2 separate regions of the Mus musculus genome follow, and region 1 is linked to region 2. The links are chromatin contacts, called in public promoter capture Hi-C maps. All regions are on one chromosome and are shown on one strand. The core of a region is the stretch at or near the end of the contact, and the rest is flanking DNA. Distances in the headings are between cores, read along the strand shown. Region 1 overlaps Med12l (mediator complex subunit 12-like). Region 2 holds the start of Sucnr1 (succinate receptor 1).

Region 1 (5,231 bases), core at 320-2,819, 1.0 Mb after region 2:
ATCTGGTAATGGGATCTGATGCCCTCTTCTGGTGTGTCTGAAGACAGCGACAGTGTACTCACATACATTAAAGAAAGAAAGGAAGAAAGAAAGAAAGAAAGAAAGAAAGAAAGAAAGAAAGAAAGAAAGAGGGAGAAGGAAGGAAGGAAGGAGGGAGAGAGAGAGAGAAAGAGAGAGAGAGAGAGACCACTGAACTCCAATGACACTGAAATACTATTACAAAGGGCGCATACTCAACCCCACTGTTAGGTGGTTAGAATGTGGACTTCCCCCTCTTTCTCCCTTCTTCCCCCCTCTCTCTACCTTCCCCCTCCCCTCTTCTCCTTCTGCTCTCCATCAGCATACCACATACTCCCCTCCATGATTATTCATATCCACTATAGACCCAGAGACATCAGGCCCAGTAACCATGGGGTAAAACCTCTACAATATAATGATCCAAAATAAATCTTCCCTCAGTTAAGTATTCTGTCCCAGCAATGGAAAACTGACTGACATACTTGATGGTACCTCCTTGGCTTATACTTATATGGACTTGTTTTCCTTACATTAAGTAGCTATTGCTATTAAGTGCCTAGTTACATGAGAGGCACTATGAATACTTAATGCTGCACTAATAATGGGTTCACAACATCTTATGTCATCTAGCAATGACATGCCCTTTTATAAATGTAAGCAAATTATCCACAGGTACCTCAAAGCCTGCTGATTTCACAGCTGAGGGGCTTCCTGTCAGCCATGCCCCTGCCTCCACTTGCAAATACCTTCCTCTCTTGTCTGACTGTACACCAACTGTAATACACCTTTCATGAATCCGTGAACCCCTCTCCTTCAAGACAAATCCTAGTGGTATATCCTCCTCCCTGTCACCATACCAGCAGCCTTTCAGTGAGCTCAGAAGCCCAAAGTAAGAAAACACACCCACATCCTTGGAATGATGTGGCAGGCATGAGGCCAGGGACTAAGGATGTGATGGAAGGCATAAGGCACAGCCCCTGACATCACAGAGCAGGCGTCTGAGAAAGGTAACTGTGCCCAAGCACAGCCAAGAAAGAAACAAAGCCCTCCTATTTCTGGTGACAGTAATCAAGCACAATGCCTAAACCGGGTGGACTCAGGTAAGTACAGGACATGCTGAACTTGAGACTTCTGTTACCTAAGAACTCTAAACTTTGAGCACAAACTGGTATGAAACCATCATAAACAAGCACTATGTAGGTTTTGCGGTTGGAGTTTCATGGTGATACTAGGAGCAGAGACTGAGAAAACGACCCATGCTGTGCTGTCCTGAAGCACTCTGCTCTGGCTGGGGCATCTGGCCTGGCTGTTTCATTACTTGGAAAGAAGTCTGTTCACAGGGGCCCCAGAAAGAGAATTGAAAAGCAGCTTTTCCTGCCTGCCACCCTTGGGTCTTCCCTCTTCTCCACGTTCCTGAAGCGCCCAAACGTGCAGTGCAGCCTCTGCTCTCACACCAGGCAGGATCAAAAGCAGAGAGGCCAAGAGGAAGGAAGTGGTCCAAGAGCTCTGCAAAGCTGTGGGGCCCTCCCCACCTGGCGGCCTGGAGATGAGGTCACCAGTAACTGCCTAGTCAGTACCGGGAAGCTGAGGGCTCCGTGGTTCACTCCCCTCAGGTGACTGCTGGGCCCAGAGGCCACTGTCAGACAGCCTCTGAGCTCTGAATTGAATGCGAGAATTTCTTCCTTTTATAAGACACAGAGTGGAAAAAATACTAAAACACAAGGTGCATTCCCTACCTTCTTTACAGCAGCACTCAAGTTGACACCGCCCCAGCAGGGAAAGAGTAAAAGCAGCTCACATTCCATGAGCTATTAGTGAAAGCGTGCCCCCAGCACGGGCAGGGTCAGCTCCTCTCACCACAGGCAGAGCCTGGTGTCAAATGTTCTCACCTGTACTCTACAATTTCTAACGGACTTTAGCTGACTATTGAAGCTGAGGCTGTACGCAAATCAGGACTCTCCACCTCCTACAAGGATGTGAAGGATCAGATTTCCCTCTTAGCCATTACAAAGCAGTCTGCAAGGACTACAGAGACAGGAGGGGCTGAGGTCCCCCCAGCTGGTATGAGAAAGAACACCCCTTGTAAAAGCAAACATCAAACCACCATGACTAGAGAGAGGTTGCTAACTTTATCTCCCACCACGCATGCAACATCAATCCTGGACAAATTATAGGACCCAAGAAAAAAAGGAGGTACATTTTAAAGATGGGAGATACATATCTGAGTCTTAACCAACCACTCAATATATCTCCATCTTACTAGAGAACAGGTACATAATGTTGGTTCTTCCAATAAAATATAAGCTATTTTATTACTGGCCACAGTAGCAATTTTTGGAACATACTTATTATGTTTTATAATCTCAATGGATATTCATGCTCAAGTGTTGTATAACTATGCGAAAACTCTGAGCACACAACTGTGAGTAACTTGCTCTAAGCCACACAGCTACCATCCAATATTTACATGTGAATTCCAGGAATAACAAGTAACTCAGTGCTCAGGAAAACAGTGGCTCCTGAGCCAGGCACGGTGGCACACGCCAGCAATCTCAGCACTAAGCAGGCAAGGCAGGAAGATTTGGAGTTCAGAAGTCTCCCTGAGCCACAGAGGACCTTATCTCCAAATAAGAAGGGAAAAAGAAAGGGAACAGAAAAAGAGGGGAGGAGAGGGGAAGGGGAGGGGAGGAGAGGGGAGGGGAGGGAAGGGGAGGGGAGGGGAGGTTGATTCTTTGGTTCAGTGGACAAGTAAAACCGTCTGTTATCATTATTTAAAATTGTAAATGGACAAGTAAAACTGTCACTTGCAAACTTATACATAAATACATGCCTTAATATAAATGCATATTAAAAACTAAAGCCACGTTTTAAAGATGTTAATGCTATAAACTTAACATTTTAAGTATTTAAACATTAATGTTTAAATATTTAATGTTACAGAAGGGGCCGTCCATACAGATATCCTCCCAGATTAAAAGTTAGGAAGCGTGAACTAAAAGTTAACAATACTGTCTTTGTTTTACTCAAAGGCACCACATTAACCACAAAGCCACTCACATCTCTTCCCAGAATGCAATCAATATTCAAATCACCATTAAACCTCTCTTGCATCCCCATCCAAACTGCTACATCATCCAGGACTTGGTCTAAAGCCCATACTGCCCTCTAGTGGCGAATACCATGACACATGCATAGCAGAGAATGCCTTCCTTAAGATGTGGCTCAAATTCTACCCTGCTTTCTCAGATCAAATACAGTCAGACAGGTAGCATTGGGGTCTGAGTACGAATATCCCCTACACCCTCACATTTTCCAATACCTGGTCTCCAACCAGTGGTAGTTGGGAAGGTTATGGGCCCTTTAAGATGTGGAACCTTGCTGGGGAAGTGTCACTGAAGGCAGACTGGGGTCTTATTACCTGGGCCCATTTCCTAGTCTCTCTACTTTCTGTGTGGGGATGAAACACCAAGACACTGCTTCCGAACTGACAGGCCAGCTTCACCCTCCTGCTGTCACATCCCCTGCCTATTATGAAAGGCAGTAGCCCGCCCCTCTGGCATGTAAGCCAAAATAATTTCTTCCCTAACTTCTTTTGATCAAGGTATTTTATTACAACAACGCAAAACTAATTCATATAGATAAACAGACAATATCATTTTAAGAGAAATTCTCAGTAAAACTAACTATACGACCACAATAATCATTTTTGTTCATTTTACAACAGAATAAGCTCGTTGGAATTTAACCTTGCAGAAGCTCATACGCCCAGTGGCTTGTTTCACGTGGCTGCTGCAAAGTCACTGGGCTTCTGAGAGCACAGGGAGATTTATTCTGAAGCACGGCAACGTCATCTCTATCCTTGACAAGGCAGCCTCCCTAACACTTACTTTTGAAATTGCCTGTGTGTAACTTGAGTTTCCCTTCACAGGGGTCGCATGCCAGATATCCTGCCTATCAGATATTTACGTTATGATTCGTAACAGCAGCAAAACTGCCGTCATGAGGTAGTAATGAGATAATTTTAGAGCTGGGGAATCGTCACAACATGAGGAACTGTCTTAAAGGGTCACAGCATTCGGAAGGTTGAGAACCACTGGAATAAGGCTTTAATTTTTTTTTTTCTGAGGATGTATTTATTTATAATTCACAGGCATGAGTAAGATTTGTCTGCATGTTTGTGCAGCGCATGCATTCCTGGTACCTGTGGAGATCACATGAGGTTGAAAGATCTCTTAGACTGGAGTTACAGGTGGCTCTGTGCAGCCATGTGTGTGCTGGGAAACCAGGCTCTCTAAAAGAGCAGCAAACCTGCAAAACCATCTCGCCACCCTGCAGCAGGAACTCTTGACTTAGTTGGCACAGCAGGGCTGAAGGGTTCTTAATCTGCTTGGGCAAAACCCAAACCAAAGAGCACTGTCACTTGACACACACACGCACACACACACACACACACACACACACACACAACACCTTAGCCCTGCAACCCGCATCCAACGAGAAAATCTCAGGATTTCCTGAAGCATTTTATCCACACTGGCCCTGATTACAGGGATGGAAAGTTTCTTGTCTTTGGCGACAAAAGAATACCATGTGAGCTGAGAATCATACAGACGCAATCTGCTCTACCAAGTACAGGAACCCACTTCTGCAGAGACTCCCAAGAGACAGACAGAGACTCCACTCAACATAAAGCTTGCTTCTAACACACTGAACCCTTGTGGCTCCTACAGCCCTGAACCTGTTTTTTAGAAGACAATAACAGCTCACAAATTATTCCCAAAGAGGAATGTTGTGCCGGGCCCCTGCTTGGGAGATGGAGCGTTTTGGTTACCTTAATTGTTTCATCTCTCCTTTCCACAAACCCAGGACCAATGGCAAGCTCAAAACCCAACGAGACCTAACAAGTTAGCTAAAGTGTTTCCTTTGAAAATGAGCTAAAACTTACCTCAGTATTCCTTCGAATCTAACACAAGCTGTATATATGAGGGGCTTTTTTTTCATTACCAAAATAATACTTTTATTTCTCTGTAGACTGAATAAGAAAACCTTCATTGAAATCTTTATATTTACAATCTTTTAAGAGGGGGAAAATAATTGTAATTAAGGCTTTTCAAAGACCATGCCCATTTATAGCCATGTGCTGCCCTCTGCTGTGCTAGAGACTAAATTACACTCCAAATTAGCCAAATATTCTATATACAGTCGTCAATCAT
Region 2 (5,148 bases), core at 2,052-4,551:
GAAGATGCTAATTCACCTTTGTATCTTCATGGCCAGCCACAGATCCCTACAAATTCTGATGAGTTAAACTGTCTTGAACTCTAACCTAGGAAAGGAAGTAAGGTTGTTGAATACAATTGTTGTTTTGAATAACTTTTATTTTGTGGTGTATGGCTAAAGATTTTTTTATTTTATTAAACATAGAACATATCACACCACTTTAAAATATAATGTCTTAAACTTTAAAACAGGACTGAAAACCTTAGGAATAATAATGATGAACACCATGTTTTAAAGCTAAGGGTGTAACCAAATCTTGTGCTCACCGGTGTCTAGGAGTTGATTCATTCGAATACTAATGAAAATTAGGGACTAGTAGAATCACTATGAGAAACGATTTCTCTGAAGTTTTCAAGCTTCAATATCTTAGTTTTAGCAATATATCCTACAGTGGTTTATCTAGAAACGATAAAACTATTTTTCTTTGTTACACAGGAAAGTACTCCAGATTTAGTGTTGAGGAGTCACGCTCTTCATCCCCCTTTACCAGAGTAGGATTCGATTCATGAGGGCAAAGCTGTGACACAACTTTCATTCAGGTTCTGACATTCCATATGATGAATTAAGTCTCAGCATATGAGTTTTGAGAGCATAATATCCACACTTAGCCCTTGCTGAGGTCATACACCCAACTGCTCTGGGTCTGTTTCTACTGGAGTAAAACGCCTGACAAAAGTATGTTAGGGAGAGTTTAGTGTAGTTCACTGTTCCAGGTTACAGTCTATCATAGCATGGAAGTCATGATGGTGGGAGCTTGAGAAAGCTATCCACATCACATCCACAGTCAAGAGCAGAGTGAAATAAATGTGTGGGTGCTCATTTGCTTGTGCTCAGCTGGATTCCTACAACACAGGAATTTACCTAGGAAGTGAAATTGACCACCATGGGATGGACTTCCAACATCACTGAATTAAGACCTGTACCTTTGCCTTGCTTGTCCTACAGTGACTCTTGCTTTAAAAACAAACAAACACACAAACACCACCAGGACAAAACACTTTAAACATGTCCTTTTTAGGTTGACTATGTGGTACTGGGTAAATAGTTATTGTGTGCTTCTCTGGGAGAGACTATTTCTCCCACTCTCAGCATTCCATAGTTGACTGTGATTCTTTGTTTAGGGTTGAGACCTCGTGGTCCATTCCCTGTCTTCTCTAGCATGGCTATTGTTACTGCCCTTGTTCAGACCAGTTTAGGAAGTCATGTTGGTGAAATTTTATGGATGTAGCTTCTGACATGACGAGGAGACACAGTTTCTCAGGAGACACCCAGCTCTTACAAGCTTTCTGCCCTCTTCTACACAGTGTTCCCTGAGCCTTAGGTGTGGAAGTTGTTTTGTAAATAATATTACACCAAATTAGGAGGTTGTGTTTATAAATATATGTGTTCATATATGCCTGTAAGAACAAGTAATGCAAAAAGAGGCCATACATTAAAAAGTGACCAAGGAAGGGTATATAGGAGAATCGAGAGAGAGGGAAAAAAAAGAAGGGGAAAATAATGTAATTATAATATAATCGTAAAAGTACAAGAAGTAATTAAACAAACAAAAACAAAAGGTGTGTGGATGAAATACATATTAATTATAAAGTACAGTGTGGGTACAAATAACAAAAAATCAGGGAAAAATGTTTAAATCAATTAATCCTATTATTTTTATGCTTTAATATTGCTGAAATTTGTTTGTTAAAATGAGATTTTGCTTTTCATGACGTCTTATAATCTATTCATTTAATATGTTTTCAACTTGGTTTATTTTTAAATCCCTTTTCATATCCAAACATTATCAGATTATGGTTTTATAGTGTTAGGCTCTCCAATACTTATAGGCTTATAGGCTGATTCAACTTCATAAGGACACACTTTGAGAATATTGTATTCCAAATTCAGGTATATATATACATATATATATATATTCAGGTATATATACATATATATATATATATATATATATATATATATATATATATATACACACATACATACATACCTCCGGGTGTCTTTTGTTATGGTATAATTATGCAAATTAGGGAAGTAAGGTGTGCTCCTTTAGGCAAAACTCTGAATTCAAGGGGGGCATGTCCTCTGAACCATCACTAGCCTATACTTTTCAGGAGCTGTCCTCTTCATAGGCAACAGACATGGCGACAACATGTAGTGGCTTACTGAGGTGAACCATTAACCGAGAACTTTCTTTAAAAAACACATTAGTAACTAAAAGGAAATCATTATTAGCTTCTAGCCCACAGTCACAGAGTCTGTTAGAATTAATAAGCTACATATAAACTGAATACACCCACATGAGAAAATTGCTACTACTCATTCTTAATTTGGAATGATGAAAATTCCTTATAAAATTAGTTCTCTAAACATAAAAATAATGCATGTTTTTACCAGAAATTAAGAAAAAATACATTAATGAAAAACCTGGTAATCCAATACAAACTCTGTTCCTATATCCTGGACCATTGCACAGAGCCTAACAAAAAATAAAAATTTTAACTGTCACTGGAAAGTAAAGTATGAAGATATTCCAACAAGTTTCTCTCATTAGTAAACAATTTAAATAAACTGTGTTTGAGTGTATATAAATATAAGTATTTGGTTCTGGTTAATTACGTCACTTTTATGTATTCCACAAGTTACACCCAAACATCAAACATTACAGTATGTATCAAGTTGCATTTTTCATTAATAAGTTAGAGAATAGATTATATAGTTTGGGGAGTAGAATAACAATCACTCTGCAGTTTACCAGTTCCTTTAGTAAATCTTATTCTTAAATCATCACATTTTGCCAAATATAGATGCAAATTTTAAATTTTGGAATGATTTAAAATTTACTCTACTATAAGTTCTTTAATTTACATGGTTAAATTTTTCATGACGCAAGTTATTTTCCCTTTCTCTAAATAATTTCACTTTTTCAAATAATTGTAATTATCTTTGTTGCGACATTATCAAATACAATGAGCCCTTTAAAGCAAAACACACTACATTTTTGTCTATTAAATCAATGCATTTAGAGCCACATGAAATAGATGTGAAAGTCAGATATGTTTGCCTTTGGCTGCTTCACATCTACTGAAGAACAGTTCCCTAGGCAGCATTTAGCTCACAGAACCCTTCCAAAGGAAGCCCTAAGCAGAAAGCTTGGTCTTCTTTGGTGTGACCGAGAGACATGAGCTGCAGTGTCCCTTACCATTCTGCTGTCGGCTTCTGTCTCGACAGAAAACTCTGCCAGGAGCTGGAGACAGCTTCTGACCCAGTGCTGTGTTGCTGGACATGACCAGTGCAGTCTGATTTGCATATTATGCAGCCAAGATTAATAATTCAAAAGGCAGGGATAATTTATTCAGAAAAACCTCCAAGTCATTCAGAGGAACTCCTGAAAAGCCGAAGGCACACAACAGATGAGTCATTTTGTAGAGAGTAGTTTTAACAAAGACATTTGAGGACAAGCTAATTTAAATTTAGTTGATACACTCCCAAAACAACATAGAAGCATTCTATCTTCCCATGTGTATGTGCATGGAACTGTGTACGCACATTTAGGTAATGAGAACAGCAAACATTTTATGGTTAATATATATAGTTGAACTCATTTTTCATTGTTTTACACATTTCTTTGGTGACTTCTATACTAAGCATACAATAATTAAACTGCTTCATAGAAATCCTGAGGGAACTATGACATGAGTACTTGGACGGCAGTCTGAATTTGAGCCTTGTCAGTGTGCTGCTGAAAGGCTGTTAGAACTTTAGATAGTATCCGTTTTATTTTCTGTGATTAAATTCAGGAAACATAAAGAAGTACATCAGATGGCTAGGGATTAAGGAGAGAGGCATTATCTTAGATGACAAGCTCAAGAGATAGTAGTAGACTTTCCCCAGTCAGTGCTCTGAACAGCATCCAGAAGACTGATTATTCCAGATAAGAAACAAACCTGGCCTTTTCTCAAGGCTACATCAGTTTTTTATTCAAGCAAAAATCTGGATTGGTTGACCTGAAGGGTGGGGATAACACTGAGGATGTATGTACATGGTAGCGACTAAGATACAATCACAGGCATTTTCTACTTGTAGAGGAAAAGAGGCTAGAGAGTACTTTGGGGTACAGTCTTCAGAAAGAGAGGAGAGTAGCCAGTTGTGGTTCATGGACCTCTCCAAGGTATAGAGTGGCCAGTTGTAGTTCATAGACCTCTACAATGTAAAAAGGAAAGTTCTGACCACCACCATGGCAGGAGGGGCTGGAGATGGTGATTCCCTCTTTGTGGGTACCTGGAGTTCCCCAGAGTTTCCTCTTTCTTGTCTCTACTTCCTGATGGCCAAAAATGTGGTCGGTACTTCTCTTTTTCCCCCCCACAGGACTGCAAGCTGATAGTTTGGGCTTCCTGCCAAGAGCCACACTTCCCCAGGACCCCTCCACTGGTACCAGGGCAGATACAGTAAATAGACTGCTGTTCCTTTCATACCGTGACACCTTATTCAGGGTTACAGAGCAGAGGTACGGAGAATCTGTCCAGCAGGACGAGTGTCACTGTCACACTTCCAGGCCCCCTCACAGGCCCAAATATAAGCTCTGCATTCTTGATGGAACACTGTATGGTCACATTCCTGTTCTAAATTTGTATTAACTTTATAACAAGGGACCAAACATTTCCCTTGTGCTGGATTTGCAAATTATGTTGTCACTTCTGCCAGAGAGAGCACACATCTCTCAGGAAGTGATTTCTGTTCAGCCTATAATATTTCAGTGGGCAGAGCTTCTGACTTTGTTTTCTTTGTTGATAGAAACAATGTAACACATTGGATCTCATCAAATTTTCAATTCTCTTAACTGTAAAGTAGGGATACTTGTGACAATCCCAGGAAATACATATATCTACATAGAAGTCTGTGTATTATACTATACACTGGGGATTAGTCATAACAAGCTGTTGGCTAATATAATATGTCATACTTGCTTGCTAAAGATTAATTATTACAGACATTTTCAATAAATTAAACTTCCTTCCATATGAGTACTTCAATTTAATGCTGTTAGTTTCGGCACAGGAATACAAATTAAAATAATCTTACAAAAAGCAGCACGGTAAAAAAAAAAAA

What was found. Promoter capture Hi-C pulls out the DNA fragments that hold promoters and counts their contacts.
Region 1: a promoter capture Hi-C map of pre-B cells shows a contact between it and region 2. The contact joins the enhancer-like site here to the promoter of Sucnr1 in region 2. A contact is called at or near these places in 8 of 39 promoter capture datasets (HPC-7-derived erythroid cells, cranial neural crest, frontonasal cranial neural crest and 5 more), 1 of 15 datasets of contacts at CTCF or cohesin (large pre-B cells), 2 of 484 Hi-C or Micro-C datasets (cochlea and granulocyte-monocyte progenitors), 2 of 115 datasets of contacts at active chromatin or transcription factors (bone marrow-derived dendritic cells and large pre-B cells) and 2 of 9 other capture datasets (adipose tissue and embryonic stem cells).

Annotation. Positions count from the first base shown.
Region 1 is chr3:59,077,424-59,082,654 of GRCm38.p6, reverse strand. All of the region lies in intron 10 of Med12l (mediator complex subunit 12-like), which reads right to left. Among named protein-coding and RNA genes, the nearest start is that of Gpr171, 22 kb to the left of the region's middle. Within about 2 kb of position 1,569, at least 80 of the 459 cell types and tissues checked have an H3K27ac peak or open chromatin away from gene starts, as enhancers often do. A contact at or near this core is called in granulocyte-monocyte progenitors, pre-B cells and stem cell-derived epiblast-like cells, where this site is marked.
Region 2 is chr3:60,080,022-60,085,169 of GRCm38.p6, reverse strand. Sucnr1 (succinate receptor 1) reads right to left here and starts at 3,301. Exons shown (of 2, transcript NM_032400.2): 1 at 3,242-3,301. The coding sequence starts at 3,244.